3 separate regions of the Mus musculus genome follow, and all the other regions are linked to region 1. Evidence: chromatin contacts called from public Hi-C and HiChIP or PLAC-seq data. All regions are on one chromosome and are shown on one strand. Each heading gives the region's core, a stretch centred on a gene start, on an enhancer-like site or on the middle of the called end of the contact. The rest is flanking DNA. Distances are from core to core; before and after follow the strand shown. Region 1 holds the start of Klhl29 (kelch-like 29). Region 2 overlaps Gm9548 (a long non-coding RNA gene). Region 3 overlaps Gm32576 (a long non-coding RNA gene).

Region 1 (4,915 bases), core at 62-2,561:
TATTATTTATCAGCCATGACACTGTACTGTGCTTCCTACAAGATATTAAAGGATACACAACCCCTGCACTGAGTTTACAGCCAAAACAGCAGAGCTGTGGGTCTGACAATCACAGGAGGCCCCTGAGAGAAAAAAGTTCTCCCTCCTCCCTGGCAAAGACATGAGTGGAGCCTAGTAAAGCCTTCCCAGGACAGCCAGCCCAGATCAGCCTTAAAAAACAGCTATGTCCCTCCCCTATTACCCACCCACCCCCGCCCCCAGTTTGAAATAGGCCTCAGTATTTGTGTGGATGGGGTGGGGGAGGTATGGGTGAAGAGAAATGAAGAAGGAACCCACCGACTATAAACTTCAGACTTTAACCTTCAGACTTGCCTGAAAGATGGAGGGGAACTGAGCCACAGGCTTTCCCTCTGAATCTCAAAACAGGTGAGGGGTTCTGTGGGTCTGGGAATAAGAAAACTGACCTGCAGAGTTAGCAACCCAAGGAAGACAGGCACAGAAAAGAAGTGTGCTGGAGAGATGAAAAAGCTCACACCCACACCGGTAGCCACAGGTCTCCAGCCAAAGTTTCCTCTTAGTGTTCCAGTTAGGGTCTGCGTAGACAGCATGAAGAGAGGAAGACTCGGTCAGTGTGGATCTTGGGAGGGTTGGCTGCAGCTGGAGTGTCAAAGCAGGCCTGTGTGATCTGAGCAACCCAGGGAGGTCTGTGAAAACAGGAAAGTTCGCATATGCTCAGAAGTCAGGGCAGATGCAAGAAGACAGGACTGGCATGGCTCGCGGTGGTCTTTCAGAGATATGGACGTTCCCTACTCCTTCTCCAGGCTGGAGTGTCATAGGGAGGGCGGAAGCTGAAAGACGATTGGACTTTTCTTTCTCAAACTTTTCCACCAGTTTCCTCAGGTGTTGAGAGCAGCAGGGAAGCTCCCTTCAGTCCGTTTCCTTGAAGCCCGGGCTCTCTCGGAACCCGGAGGCCATGGCCCAGCAGCCCGGCCATGCGTCGTGAGTCTACCGGCGCGGCCACGGAGCCGGGCGAGCCGGGTATCTTTGCAGGGGGCGGGGGTGGCGGACCAACCACGGACACACCCGCTGGCATTGAGCCTGGGGCCCGGCGCGCGGCTGCAGGGGATCCCTGGGGCCCCGGGAGCCAAGCGCTGAGCCGGGCCGGGGGCGCCCCGCCTCCCCCACCCTCCGCCCCCGCCTACTCGGGCGTCTGTGATTGGCTCCGCCCGTCCCTGGCTGCGCGCCGAAGCCCGCCTCCCTCGCAGCTAAAGCAGACGGTACCCGGAGAGGAGCGAGCCAGAAGGGAGCATGGTCCCCGCGCCGCGGCCGCGCCAATCCCCGCGCCGCCGCCGCCGTCGCCGCTGTCCCTGCCACCGCCGATCTAGCAGCAGCTCTAACCCCGGCTCCGGCTACCCAGCGCACGTCCGCAGCCCAGGTCATTGGCGAGCCTAAGCTCAGCCCCCTCCCGGAGCCCGAGCCCGGAGCCCGGCGCCCGGAGCCAGCCCCAGCCCCGCGGCCGCCGCGGCTGCGGGGAGAGGGCGGGGGCGATGCTGCCGGAGCCGCCGCCGCTGCCGCCGCCTCGATGAGAGCCGCGCCGCACCGCGCATAGCCGCGCAGGCTGACAGGCAGAAAGACTGACTTCCCTCTCCCGGGCATCCTCCCTGGGCTGCCGGGAGGCGGCGGCGGAGGAGGAGGAGGAGGGAAAAGGGGAGAAGGCGGAGAGCAGGAACGAGAGGAGGTGGACCTGGATCCGTTTCTCCGGGCCAGGACTCGAGCGGCCCCAGCTACCGCTACCCGCCGGCGCCGTCCCCTATCCATCAACCCTCCTGCACCCATCCGCGACCCTGGGCTCTCTGCGCGTCGGGCCGGGGCTGGAGCGGCGCGGCCGCAGGTAAGAGCCGGATCAGGTTGGGGCTCTTGGGATGCCTAACGGGGCAGAGGGGAGGGAGTAAGGGTTCCCAGGGTCCTGGTAGCTTCTGGGCCAGGCAGGACTTGGGAGTGTGGCCCAGAGCCTGGAACGCTGGGCTCGGCTCTGGCAGTGGCGGCGGCTGGAGCTGGAGCCTCCCGCGTCTGAGCTCGCAAGCCTGCAGAAGCCCTTGCGCCTGCGCTGCTCCGGGGATGGAAAAAAGGGGGAAAAAAACTTCCTGCCCCCGGGTGTGTTATGCAGGGAATGCCTAGGGGAACTATCGCAGTGGTCGAAGGTGCTAGAAGCAAATACGACACCAGAGTCGGGTAGCGCTGGGCCGGGCCAAGCCGTGTGCGCCCCTCTCCTGGCCACCTCCCCCTGCGCGGCCCAGGGCCCCAGCAGTGCCGGGGGACCCAGAAAGCACTGGAAAGCTGGTCCCCAGGGCGGCCGTGTGCCCTGCGGGTTGGGGAGATGCGCGCCTGTGTGCCAAGGGAAGCTAGATGACGGGTTCTGCCACTCGCGTTCTTAGACCCAGCATTTGGGGACCGGGTTTCTTCACTGGATCCCAAGTAACTTTCGAGGTGGAAGAGCTTGAATATCATCTGAATGGAACCCACACAGACCGTGTTGTGACCTCCCCTACATTCCCTTGACACCTTGTGGTTTCCAGCGGGGGTTGGAGGTGGGAGGACAGCTTCAGGGATGCGAAGGGCGGGGAGGTGGTGGCGAGTGGAGAGGGGTTGTTTATGTGTGGGATAGTAGACCGGAGACACGTAGGTGGGAGTGTGGCCGCGCGCCCAGACTGCCACGGGCCATGCGGGCTGACCGCGGGCTCACGTCCGGGTCTTCGTGGCCTGGAGGCAGGAGGGTTATCTGTGGTCGCGCGCTGGTGCCCTCGCTGGGCAGTGTCGGCCCCAGGCCCTAGGGGAGAGAGGCGTGCTCGCTCCAGCCCAGATCTCGGAACCCGCAGCCCAGTTTCGTTCCGAGGCTGCTCCCGGGGCAGGTTCGGTGTGCGTCGCCTGGGGAAGGTGGAGACGCACTGCCTGCCTGCGGCTGTTCTCCCAGGAGCCGGCGACTGCAAAGCGCGAGTCTTGGATGCCTGGGTCCGCCTGCTGAGAAGCCCGTTCTCTCTCATCGCTGGCCTCTGGAACCGAAAGGCAGCAGCGGTCAGTTGACCGATCTCCCGCGGGTCCCCAGGGATGATGGTGGGTGAGAAGCATCCGGTCCTGGTACATGCGCGGCTCTGCGAAGCACATCGTTTCTCCCTATGGTGTTTGCGAGGCGGCGCGCCTGGGGCAAATCGTGAACGCAGATGTTTATGTAGCATTAGGCGAGACCTCTTCGCTGGAGGGACTAGACGTGGAGGATGCCTGGCTGCGGCTGCCGAGAAACTTCCACTCCTCAGTTCTGGGACATTCATGCTCCACCACTGCAGGCTCCAGCCCCTCATCAGCTAAGCGACGCTAGGATTTGGACTCCTCTTGCAGTGACAGATCTGTCCTGGTTACAGCTGTATTTATCCTCATTTCATTCTCTTTAAAGCCATTTGTCTAGTCACTACAGAGTTTCTCCCCTGCCGTGGTCTTACTGCTAACTCAGCCCGGGGAGGGCAGATTTGAGAAATTCTTTCCGTTCAGGATGAGTGATAGCACATTTAATTAGCCTACCTCACTCCTGGCTTTTTAAATTTAAATTAAGGGTGTGGGGGGAGGTGGAGAGCTAACTTTCTAATTATTTTTCACTGGGGGGGGGTGGTATTTAACAATTGTATAGATTGCTCATACTGACACTTAGAGAAAGCTTATGAGGAAGGACATAATAATTTAAGAGTTCCTTGTCATGCATGTATTTGATAGTCTGCCTGTTCCTACACGTTTGGAGCAGTGAGTCACAGTGTCTATATTCCCATATATTGTTCTGGAGTGCAATGGGTTTATCACATTGCTACAAATCAGGAAATCACTAGCATGTGTGCCCTAAAACCTTATATGAATTTAATAATGTTTAACTTGGCTTATGGGCTGATGCATTTAGCCAATTTTAATAACTTTTCTGCACAGGGATCTTACTAGTCCACAATTAAAAACATTGCCTTTGGTCCAGTCTTCCCATTTCTACCCTAGCTGTGGAAATGAGTAGATCTCCAACTTTCATTTGCAAGCAACAATCCAAACGAAATACCTAGGAGTTTTAGTGAAATAAAATATACTATGGTAGCCATGGAAACAAATAGATTAAGGCTTATTGGTTTCTACTGTATGTGGTGGGGGTAGGGTCCTAATGTTGGGTCTCTTGAGTTATGTTTCTAATGAATGGTGGTCACACTCCAAATACTCCATGTGGGAGATAAGCCGTACCAGAACTGTTTTGTGAGGGGTTGATTAGAACAAAGACTAGCGAAGATCCCGAGAGAATGACTTCTGCTCACCGTAGCTCCTCGCATCCAGAACACAAATGCATAAAGCCATTTTTGTTTTGTGTTCTTTCAAGTAGATGAGAAATGAGTCTGTATTTTTTTTAAGACTGGAAGATGTAGTTTGCTTATAAGCTCTAACTAGAGGAATCCTTAAGTCCAGCCCCTATTTTCTAGGAATAAAGATGTTAAAGTGTAGATGTTGGCGTTGATGGAGTGTGTCACAGTTACTATCCAGACCTGTCAGTCTAAGTGAGGCAAATCATTAGTCTATTCAAATCTTGCCTATTTCAATATTCATACATTTCCATGGCGATCCATTCTGGTTTTGTTTACTTAATCAACCTTATAAATCTTTGGCATCCATTTCAGTTGGACCATCTTTCCCCCTTCCATTTATCATTTGATTTGGCTTCAGCGCCTTCCTAATTGAAAGCACTCCCTCTCTCCCTTAACTAGTTCCCAAAAGTTTATGTGATTTGCAGTAACACAGAGGTAAAAGAGTTAATTCAGATAACACCATCAGAATCTCATTTGTTACGGCTGTGGGGTGTGTGTGTGTGTGTGTGTGTGTGTGTGTGTGTTTCTTTTTCCTC
Region 2 (4,507 bases), core at 1,479-3,978, 610 kb before region 1:
TAATTTCAGCTTATTCCACAGCATGAGTCTCACTAGTTCATTTTGTAAGTGGATGTTACATACTCCCAAAACAGTCTTGCGCATGAGCCCAAGCTTAGTTCCTGGAATGTATGTAATTCCATGGCCATTGATAAACAGCATGCCTTCCTGCTTTAAGTAAAGGACAGCATCATTGGGTGGGAGATTTTGAACTTCTGGCCACTGCTTCCTCATAACAAGCTCCTGACTTACTCACAGCATCATCAGCCAACCAGGAATCCATCAACATCTGCCATTCACGTCAGAAATTACTCCACCAAAGGAAACTGGGAATTGCTACAACGATCAATCTGTGCTCGTTTTTCACATTGAAGCAAACTCCTTACGTATTCTTATCCTAACTGCTCAGAGTTTTGTTTAGTAAACACCAGGGAAGTGCATGTAGAATCAATATGCCTATAAAGGCATGAAATCCGACTTAAGGAAGGTCAGTAGGCAGCCTGATTCTAAGGGGGAAAGTCCTTCACTCAAAGGTGTAACAACACTTAGTCACATATTCTCTTGAAATAGCAGATTCTGCAGCTATTCCTCGAGGAAATGAGTTTATGTAAACGAGGGCATTCTGTACTGTGCTGCTGAAGTCAGGGTTTGCCAGATGTTCGTCGTCCCAGGGCTCGCTTGCGTGACGTTGGCAAGTTCTGCATAAGCCCAGAAGGATTCGCCTGTACTGTGTTTTCTTTTCCACCGTCTGAAAGAAATTTATACATTTCACTGTGCTGCTTTTATTTTTAAAATCTAGCTGTCTTTAGTTAAATGCCACAATTTATCTTATAATGGTATTTAAGGGGTTTTTGTGGCACTGCGCCAGATTTATATTATTAGAACCTAGGCGTTTGCAAATGAACCTCTTTCAATTAGTGTTTCAGGAAGCAATTAAACTGTCTAAAGTGTATTAATGAATACACTGGAATTGGGAAGCTGATCTTCCTAATATCCCCATTATTAATGCACCATCTGTTTCGCTGCCTTAGGAGCAAGCATGATCTCTAGCCTCTGGTCCAGAAAACTCAGTCATTTATTCAAAAAGGTCACAGAAGCATACGTTTGTAATCAGCTCAATATTCCATACAATATGTAGATATTATATGGAATTATGGACATATATTTTTCTTGGCTTTTGCAAATGCAAATGAACATGCATATGGATTCTTTTGTATTTCCCTTTATTTTCTGTGTCAAAGCACTAACAGCTTCAGGAATCTATGCTGTGTCTACTGTTGCTGCAGACAGCATGATTGCTGTGATTTTGAAGACTATCATGGGATCTTAGATAAGATTGTCTCTTTTCATTACCAGAGAATGCTGTTTCCTATCATCTGTAGCTTTGATCATAGGAAGTGGCCTAGGTGCTACGACAAAGGCCCGGTGTCTCTTCCTAATATTCTCCTTAGGGTCCACTGCCACAAGGCATATTCTAAAGGTTCTACAGAAGGCTGAGATTTCCTGAGGTTCTTCATATTAAATGTATGATGGAAAGAGACTTAGAAAGTGTTGGAAAGACTGGGCACAAGGGTGAAAGCAAGGTCCACATCATGCTGCTCCACACCATACCAAGTCTTCAACTCACTACTACCAAACATCCATCTGGCTTTGGTAACTAATTTTTACTAAGGCAACCAGAATGCTAGCAATATATCCCCTGCTTTTAAAGTCAAGGAAAAAAGACTTGTGCTTAAATAAGGGCTGGGAACTAACTGGGTGAGATACATGTGTAGTGTAGTCACTGAGGAATAGCTTGTGAAAGAGAACTCTATGTTCACAGGGCACAGAGAATAGAACTTCACCCCATAGAACCCTGCACTTCTCCTGACTTCCTTTTAGTAAGTTCTGATCAGAGATAGATTGTAGTCTCCTGTGAGTTCATGTGTAAATATCATATGCTTCAGTACCTTGGAATGAGACCTAACTTAGACACAGGTTTGACATGAATATAAATAATCAGAACTTGGTTCCATGATTCTATAATGACCAGTGCCTTTCAGAGAAAGGGAATTTAAAACAAGGGGCGTATACTCCATGGAAAGACAAAAACAAACAAACAAACAAAAAACAAAAAACAAAACAAAACAAAGGCAATAGAAGCTAGGGAGTACTGAAGATTTCCAGCAAACTTTAGAAGCTACAAGTAAGACAGATGCTTTCTTCAGGCCCTCAGAGGAAGATGGCCCTGCCAATAACACTGTGATGAACAACAAACTTCTTATGCAAAGTGCCCAGTACTTTATTTATGGTAGGCCTACAAGTAAATGCCTTTCTCATAAACTGTAAAATGATTGATGGTAAAAATTCTGAAAACCAGAAAAATGTTGTTTTTGCAAAAAGTATGTTTGAGGAGAAACAGACTAGTATTTGCTAATTTGAAATAATTTGTATTCTGGGATCTCCAATAAGGACTCCAACTGTATAAATTGACGGAAGCAGGTATTACGTACCCAGACTTCAGGAGGGAGAAAGGCTCAGTGAATTAGAATCATTTTGCATCTAGTGTGTAGAGAAGCTGGATTTCATCTACACCTCCATTTGCTAATTTATAGTATCAACTTTGATCCTCAAGACAGCACAAAGTCAATACTCCCCTGTGTCTACACAGTCTCTTCCTTTTCTCTTATTTGTGCTGTACCTGGCCCTTTAAATAGGCTGGCATCATCTTCTCACTAGCAGCTGGCACATAAAAGCTAGCTTCTGACAACAATGGTTTGCCAAGCCATTTCCCAGGTTAGCTCTGTCTTGTATATTATCTATTAATCTTATTACTGTTCCCTGGCCTCTCTGATTTTTGGCTCTTTCTCCTTGGCTCTGAGCTCTTAGAACTAGTTCTCTGGCCATGGGCTCCCCACTCTGCTCTTGGCTTCGTGTGTTGTTCTAATTTTTATACCCCCTTTAGCCTTAGGTCAGAGAGACCACCTTCCTTCAGCTTCATTCCTGTTTTAATGACTGTCTAGTCCAGCTTTGCCAGTGAACCAATTCTCCTGTCTTGAATAGATTAAAGGAACTGAAAAGTTTCATATAAATACAACAACGGGGGGAAGTAGAAAGAACCAAGACTAGGAAATGATATAAAAAGATTCACATTTAATCTTGGCTGCTATGGTCTAGATAGGTTCCACACATTCACACTATAGAAATGAATAAACAAGAGGTAGACTCTTTGGTTGTTAGTTCACTCAAGAGGACAGAGCTCTCACTAAAAAGTTAGACTACTCATGGTTTAATGAGTTTATATTATAATACGCTTTTTCCCAACCCTTTATTGTCTTGCTATAGAATGCCTTTTACTATCATGAGATACAATATGAAAGTCCTCGCCAGATGCATAGAAAATACTAGCACCATGCCCTTGAACTTGCAGCCTTTCAACTATAAAAATACATTTCTTTTCTTTATATAGTGAGCATTCTGTTTTATTTCAGCAACAGAAGATGAACTAAGAAATTAGAAATTTTTTATATAGTTTGAAGAAAGGCACCATTTTTGTCAGTCAATATCAAAGCAACAATATTAACATAAGATATTTTAAATTTCCATACAGAATTAATAATCTACATTGTTTTCAGTTAAAACGGGTATGCAAAGCATACTACACTACAAATAACACCATAGAGATATCATTTGCATCTTTCAATCATTTTATTAAAAATATATTGTTAATTAACTAAAGAATAGTACTTCTTTCATATACTTGCTTGGATTTTTAAAGGTCAGCTTTGGGACAATCAATCATACCTCTCTGGTTACTGTAAGAGCACATATCAGAAATATACTTCAATCTCATGTAGAAGCATTCAGGGCAAAGCACAGGAATGTCTGGCTTATTTAGTTTAACATAATGCTCTCCCATTCTATCCATTTTCCTGTAAATGTCATGACTTCAATTTACTTGAAGTTAAATAAAATTTTTCTATGTATGTGTACCACATTTTCTTTATCCATATCTTTGCTGCTGGCTATTTAGGCTGGGTCCATTTCTTAACTATTCTGACTCTTTTGGCATTAAATGCGAATATGCCAGTTTCTTATAGAATATTGTCTTTGGGAAATATACCTAGGTGTAATATAGTAGTTTTAATTGTAGCTTGAAGAACTTCTGTATGTTTTCCACAGTAGCAGGACTCAGAAAGAAAAAAGTGTAATATATTTTCTTACATGTATGGAATCTCTGTTTAAATGTATTTGTGTGTGTGTGTGTGTGTGTGTGTGTGTGTGTGTGTGTGTGTGTGTGCATTTATGCATGAAAACACAAAGAGGGGCATAGAGAGGAGAGTGGGATATTAAGCAGAAAATGGGGAGTAGACAGGATAAAGGAGTGCATGTAACATGAAAGTAAAGCAGGAACTTCCTGAGAGGTATGCAGGGGACCAGCAAGATGGATCAAAAGAAGAACAAAAAGCAGGGGGGAAGGAAATAATAAACTGCAATGATATATAAGCACAAAATAACCCAATGAGCATCATTACCTTGTATGCTAACC
Region 3 (4,873 bases), core at 410-2,909, 670 kb before region 1:
CAAGGGTCTTGAATATTAAAGCAAAATCTCTACCTCTGAAATTTTGATCCTTATCCCCAATAAGAATTTGACATATTAAATGAAGAATAGTGGGTGTGATTCTCTTTCACCTTTCTTGAACTTGAGTTAACAGTCTGTCTTCATGAAATCCTGCTAAGAGATTTCTCTGAAGTTTCACTGTCTTCCAGACCTGCACCTGAAGGCTCTCTCTGGAAAAGCAGGCTTTTAGGACACTTAAGACATAAAGACCAATCAATATCTTGTGCTCATTGAAACTCTGCTCGCTGACCAGTAAAACAAAGGAAAAGGCAATCTGGCTGCAGCTCATGCCTTGTCAACCTAAAGAGGACTAGCTGTCCACCCATGTCAGTTCAGAAGAAATGGGAACCAGTAATGTTCACAAGATATTTAGTATTTCCCTCATAATCTGATACTCTACTTATGCTTGTAAACAGCAGACAACAGTGCAGCAATTACGTAAGCCTGGATATTTTAACCATTAGAATCCTACCAATTGTATTTTTTACATTATTGCCATCTTTCCCATTTATGATTGAACTGTATTTTCCATATCTGTGTTCTTTTTCCATATTAAATTATTTCTCATTTCCCCAATAGATCATGTACTATCTCAACTTACACAAAGAACACCTGAGTCTCTCAGGAATAAAAGCAATTAGTTGTAATAAAATACGTATGTGTTAGATTCTTGTTATCTGGGGATGGAGCGAACATGCAACTTTTCCTTTTTAGACATTTCACTTTGCCAAAACATCAATTAGTCTCACTCATCAAGTCCCCTCTTCATATTCTGTATCATGCATTTGACATGTTGCTATTTATGCACCAGAAAACAACCACTCGAACTTCTACTGCAAACAGGCTCTGAATACATAGACGGTAATCATATGCTTAGACAGCAGTGCAAGTCTTTCACAACTATTTTTAATGTATCTATAACCACTTCAGATGTCTTTTTTGGAAACCAGCTGCAGAACCAATGTGTTCAAAATGGCATCATTCAGTTGTCGTTACATATCCATGTCTTCAAGGCCAGGTTCTCTGCTTACCCCGTGGCAGGAGGAGCAATATGACTTTAAGGGTGTGGGTTATAATTCTAGTATGATTGTATTAGCTTGAAAGAACATAAGCTGCCTTTTCTGAATGCAAACACAGTCCCTAAACCAAGGATGTAAATTAGTATCACAATGAAAGCAGCCAGAAGGACAGAAGCTTGGAAGTGTGTGCTTCTCCGCTCAGCAGGGGATTGTTCAGGTCCTGCTGTTTTGAAAACCTTTCTCCCCCCATGCAGGCTGCCCTGCTAAGAGAAATCCATTTGAATATTTTGGCAATCAGAGAGGCCCCCACATAAATTATGGATACAGAAATGCAGAAGACAGTCTAACAAATGAAACACGGTGGAATCTGTTTTTCCACCACCATATGGTGTCGACAGAATGCCACTTTGTTTCTCAGGGAAACAGCTCATCATTAAAAAATAAATCGCATCTTTTCTGTGGGGAAAGAACCCACAGTCATTATTTTGAAAAATAACAAACAGGAAACCCTGTCCTTTCATTTCACAATCTTTCCCCCCTTACAGTATTATTATTATTGCTGCACATATAGACTTTTCTTACAGGAAAGCTCATGATGACTTGTTCCTTGTCGATGCACGGGGAACGCAACATCATGTTTTCTTGATTGCAGAGCTGAGTCCAAGCACAACTCGTACTATGAAAGATAAGAGCTCTTCCTTATAGATCTTTCCTGTGGAGAAAATCGTTGCAAAGTAATGGACGGATTTCACTTAGCTCATGCTTTCAGATACAATGCTTATAGTATAAGCCATCAAGGCTCATGAAAAGTTAAGCAATTTGCAAATTGAATTAATTATTATTATTTATAGAATAAAATTGTTACTGGAATTCTTTCCACTATTTGATAACTTACCCATTCTTGGGCCCAGGAAAACCTTTTAGCACTTAGTACAATTAAGTGCAATTAAGCTTGTCTGCATAGTTCTCTTTCCTCCCTACAAAAAGATCTTTCTGTCATCCTTATGCCGATCAGATTGCTGAAAATTTGTTTGTGGTGCTGTCAGTACATAAATCACATTATGCCTCAACTCTGCCTAATTCCTCAAGTATTTTTGCAAACACTGTTCTATTTGATATGCAAATGTGCGCATGAGACAGAAACAGAAAGAGGGTTAAATAACCACACTAAATTTTATCTTAGACTTTGTAGCAGCTCACCTGGTTCCCAGTGGAAGGCCTTTTCTATGCCACATTATTTGCTGAGGCAGAGACTTGAGACTGTCACCATATTGCTCATGTCCTCTCATGTCTTCAGTGGAAGATACTGATCATGTGCATACATTGGTTCTGAAAAGAGTTGAGCCATTTGCACATAATTCACATAACTCTTTCTTCCCCTATCAGGCCTACTTTCTTGGATACAGCAGAGGCAGGGGAAGTTGTTTCTAAAACCAGTCTTCTTGGAGCAAATGAAAAGCTCACATTGATAAAGGTTTGAAACCATGTTTCAAAGGTTTTGTTGTTGTTGTTGTTGTTGTTGTTTGGTTGTTTGGTTGGTTTTCATTTTTGTTTTGTAGGATTTTGAGAGCAGAATTATCTGCTCCCATTTGCTTAACTCTAAATTTGAATCTGGGGTCAGAATAAATGGTTGTGTTATAATCAGGTTGTTATCATGGTATATTAGAATAATGAGATCATGAAACAAGTAATCTATACTTTTAGGAGCTATTTTTCTGTTAGTCTAAATGACAAAGTTTTACCAACATCAGCTAGGTTAGGAGGACACAAAATCCTGTGGGCCAAAGCTAACATTGAATCTCTAACAATCAAAGGAGTCCTCATAGCCACAGCTGATAGAATTCACTTTTCCTAGTCCTTAAGAAAGCTTATGGAAAACCCAAGTGACCTCAGGAAGTAGATGTTACTTAATTTCTTTGGTTCAACACTTTAAGCTTTGTCCATTGGTATTACCTGAATCCACATTTGGGTTGAGGATTTTCTAAAGGAAGTTGTACAAAAATCTCTCCTGTCTGCATAGTTTCAACACACATGCTTTGTTCCTGGTTACTTGAAATGCTGTCTTCAAAAAGTACTAACAACTGGCAGATAATTCCACAGTGTTGTCAACAGTTTGTCAGTAGTGGATGTTGATAGCTGTGTGCATAAAGTAGAACATGCCCAAACTGCAAAACATCAAAGCATGAAAACAAAGATTGAAAAAAGTAAAAAAAAAAAAAAAAAAAAAAAAAAAAAGCAGTCTTAAATCTATTATATGATTTGGCATTAAGTTTAAGGTTGTTAACTTTCAATGCTGTGACTTGGGTTGATGTATATCATGAGTAAGTCAATATACCCAACAGACAACTGAATCAATAGAACATACCACAAGCTGCTGAACCCGAGAGACAATGAAGAAAGAATGCATTATATTGTTATTAGTAACTGAAAACCGGTCACCCTTCACTACAATCTGCATTATATTTTAAGTCTGAGTTTCAGACATCAAAGAGATGCTTTGCTGGGGAAGGAATAGGTGAGTTGGTCCAGAGATAAGAAGCTCTTTTATGAAGAGAGCAAATAATTAAGATTATACTTGACTCCATTTTTTTTTTAAATAAAGCAGTAATATTTAGTTCCTTCTTCATAGGGTGTACATTTTAAGTACTCACATTTTAAGTAGTACACTATCTAGCAGCTACTTTTTGCCATAGATGTATAATGCATCCATCCTTGATAAATGTGTTCTAGTACAACATTGACACAATGACTTAAATAATTGTCCTTACGCAACTTTATATTTTTTCATCAACAGCCTTTATAAATGAATGTCTCCCAAGAAGAATATCCATGCAGATCAAAGACTTAGGATACAGAAGCCTAAGTCTGAGGAGAGTGCACTCCTAGTTGCCTGTCAAGTGAAAGAGACACCCATGGCAATTACTATATTGGGCTGGTATAAAGATGCATATAGAAGAAACAAGCCTACAGTGCTGGCTATCTTCCAAGTGCTTCAATTATATTAATAATCATAGTCAATAGATCATATCCATAAATTTAGTTCTAAGAAGCAACTGTCATATCATGCTTTTTGTGTGTTATGTTGAGAAAGGATTTCTGCTTTCCTCTTTGAGTTGCTAACAACTATAAATGTTCACTGATTTTTGAATATTATCTAGGTGCATAGGTGTCCCCACTCAGTTCTGCTTTTGCTGTACTTACCAGTGAAGCAAGTACTGAAATCATTATCCCAACACATTTGCCTTGATTTTTTTCTAATACATGGAGTTGAGATGACAATAGTTCTTGTGAGGAAAACATATATGCTTCATGTCTTGCTCTTGGGATACTTGCTCATGTATAGTAGGTAAGTAAACACTTAAATAGCTACTTTTATCAAACCTCCAGATATTTTGATATGCACTATACAGCTATTACAATATGTTAGTTCCTTAAAACAATGTAAGTTGTATATAATCATAGTAATAATTTCTGCTTTGGCCAGAAAAGCTTGTCTTTGCAGTTGGAGGCAGCTAAAGCAGAGATTTCAATGCTGAAAATGAATGGCTGTTGAGTGCTTAGCCCTAAACTAGATAGAACTTCTATAACACATCCACTGCAAGGCCCAGGGGACTTCATAGAAGAAGGAAGAAGAAAGAATGTAAGAGCTGGGGAGTGGAGAGCAGTGTTGTAGAATGCTGTCAATATGGATATAGCATGACCATTGTACTCAAGAACCCTTATAGTTGTGGTTACCTGCACAATTCTGCACAAGACAAAGGTCATCAACATTTGAACCGTTGTAAGGTAGAGGCACACATTGCCCAAATACCTAG

What was found. A called contact is a pair of places that touch in the nucleus more often than the background predicts. HiChIP or PLAC-seq counts read pairs in DNA pulled down with a chosen protein or histone mark.
Region 2: a contact with region 1 is called in a Hi-C map of cerebellum, with 1.9 times the contacts expected there. The contact joins the enhancer-like site here to the promoter of Klhl29 in region 1. A contact is called at or near these places in 1 of 39 promoter capture datasets (hippocampal neurons), 2 of 484 Hi-C or Micro-C datasets (cerebellar granule neurons and cerebellum), 8 of 115 datasets of contacts at active chromatin or transcription factors (SST interneurons, VIP interneurons, embryonic forebrain and 5 more) and 1 of 9 other capture datasets (embryonic stem cells).
Region 3: an H3K4me3 HiChIP or PLAC-seq map of embryonic forebrain shows a contact between it and region 1, with 5 times the contacts expected there. The contact joins the enhancer-like site here to the promoter of Klhl29 in region 1. A contact is called at or near these places in 1 of 39 promoter capture datasets (hippocampal neurons), 1 of 484 Hi-C or Micro-C datasets (ventral hippocampal neurons) and 10 of 115 datasets of contacts at active chromatin or transcription factors (SST interneurons, astrocytes, embryonic basal ganglia and 7 more).

Annotation. Positions count from the first base shown.
Region 1 is chr12:5,372,078-5,376,992 of GRCm38.p6, reverse strand. It overlaps Klhl29 (kelch-like 29), which reads left to right and starts at 1,311. Exons shown (of 14, transcript NM_001164493.1): 1 at 1,311-1,891. It overlaps 2810032G03Rik (RIKEN cDNA 2810032G03 gene), which reads right to left and starts at 1,273. Exons shown (of 2, transcript NR_015579.2): 1 at 465-1,273.
Region 2 is chr12:5,980,587-5,985,093 of GRCm38.p6, reverse strand. It overlaps Gm9548 (a long non-coding RNA gene), which reads right to left. Exons shown (of 4, transcript XR_872462.2): 4 at 1-727. Among named protein-coding and RNA genes, the nearest start is that of Gm32576, 55 kb to the left of the region's middle. Within about 2 kb of position 2,728, at least 2 of the 459 cell types and tissues checked have an H3K27ac peak or open chromatin away from gene starts, as enhancers often do. A contact at or near this core is called in cerebellum, where this site is marked.
Region 3 is chr12:6,043,512-6,048,384 of GRCm38.p6, reverse strand. It overlaps Gm32576 (a long non-coding RNA gene), which reads right to left. Exons shown (of 6, transcript XR_872465.3): 3 at 3,012-3,223; 4 at 2,259-2,387; 5 at 1,641-1,770. Among named protein-coding and RNA genes, the nearest start is that of Gm32576, 8.1 kb to the right of the region's middle. Within about 2 kb of position 1,659, at least 18 of the 459 cell types and tissues checked have an H3K27ac peak or open chromatin away from gene starts, as enhancers often do. A contact at or near this core is called in embryonic forebrain and ventral hippocampal neurons, where this site is marked.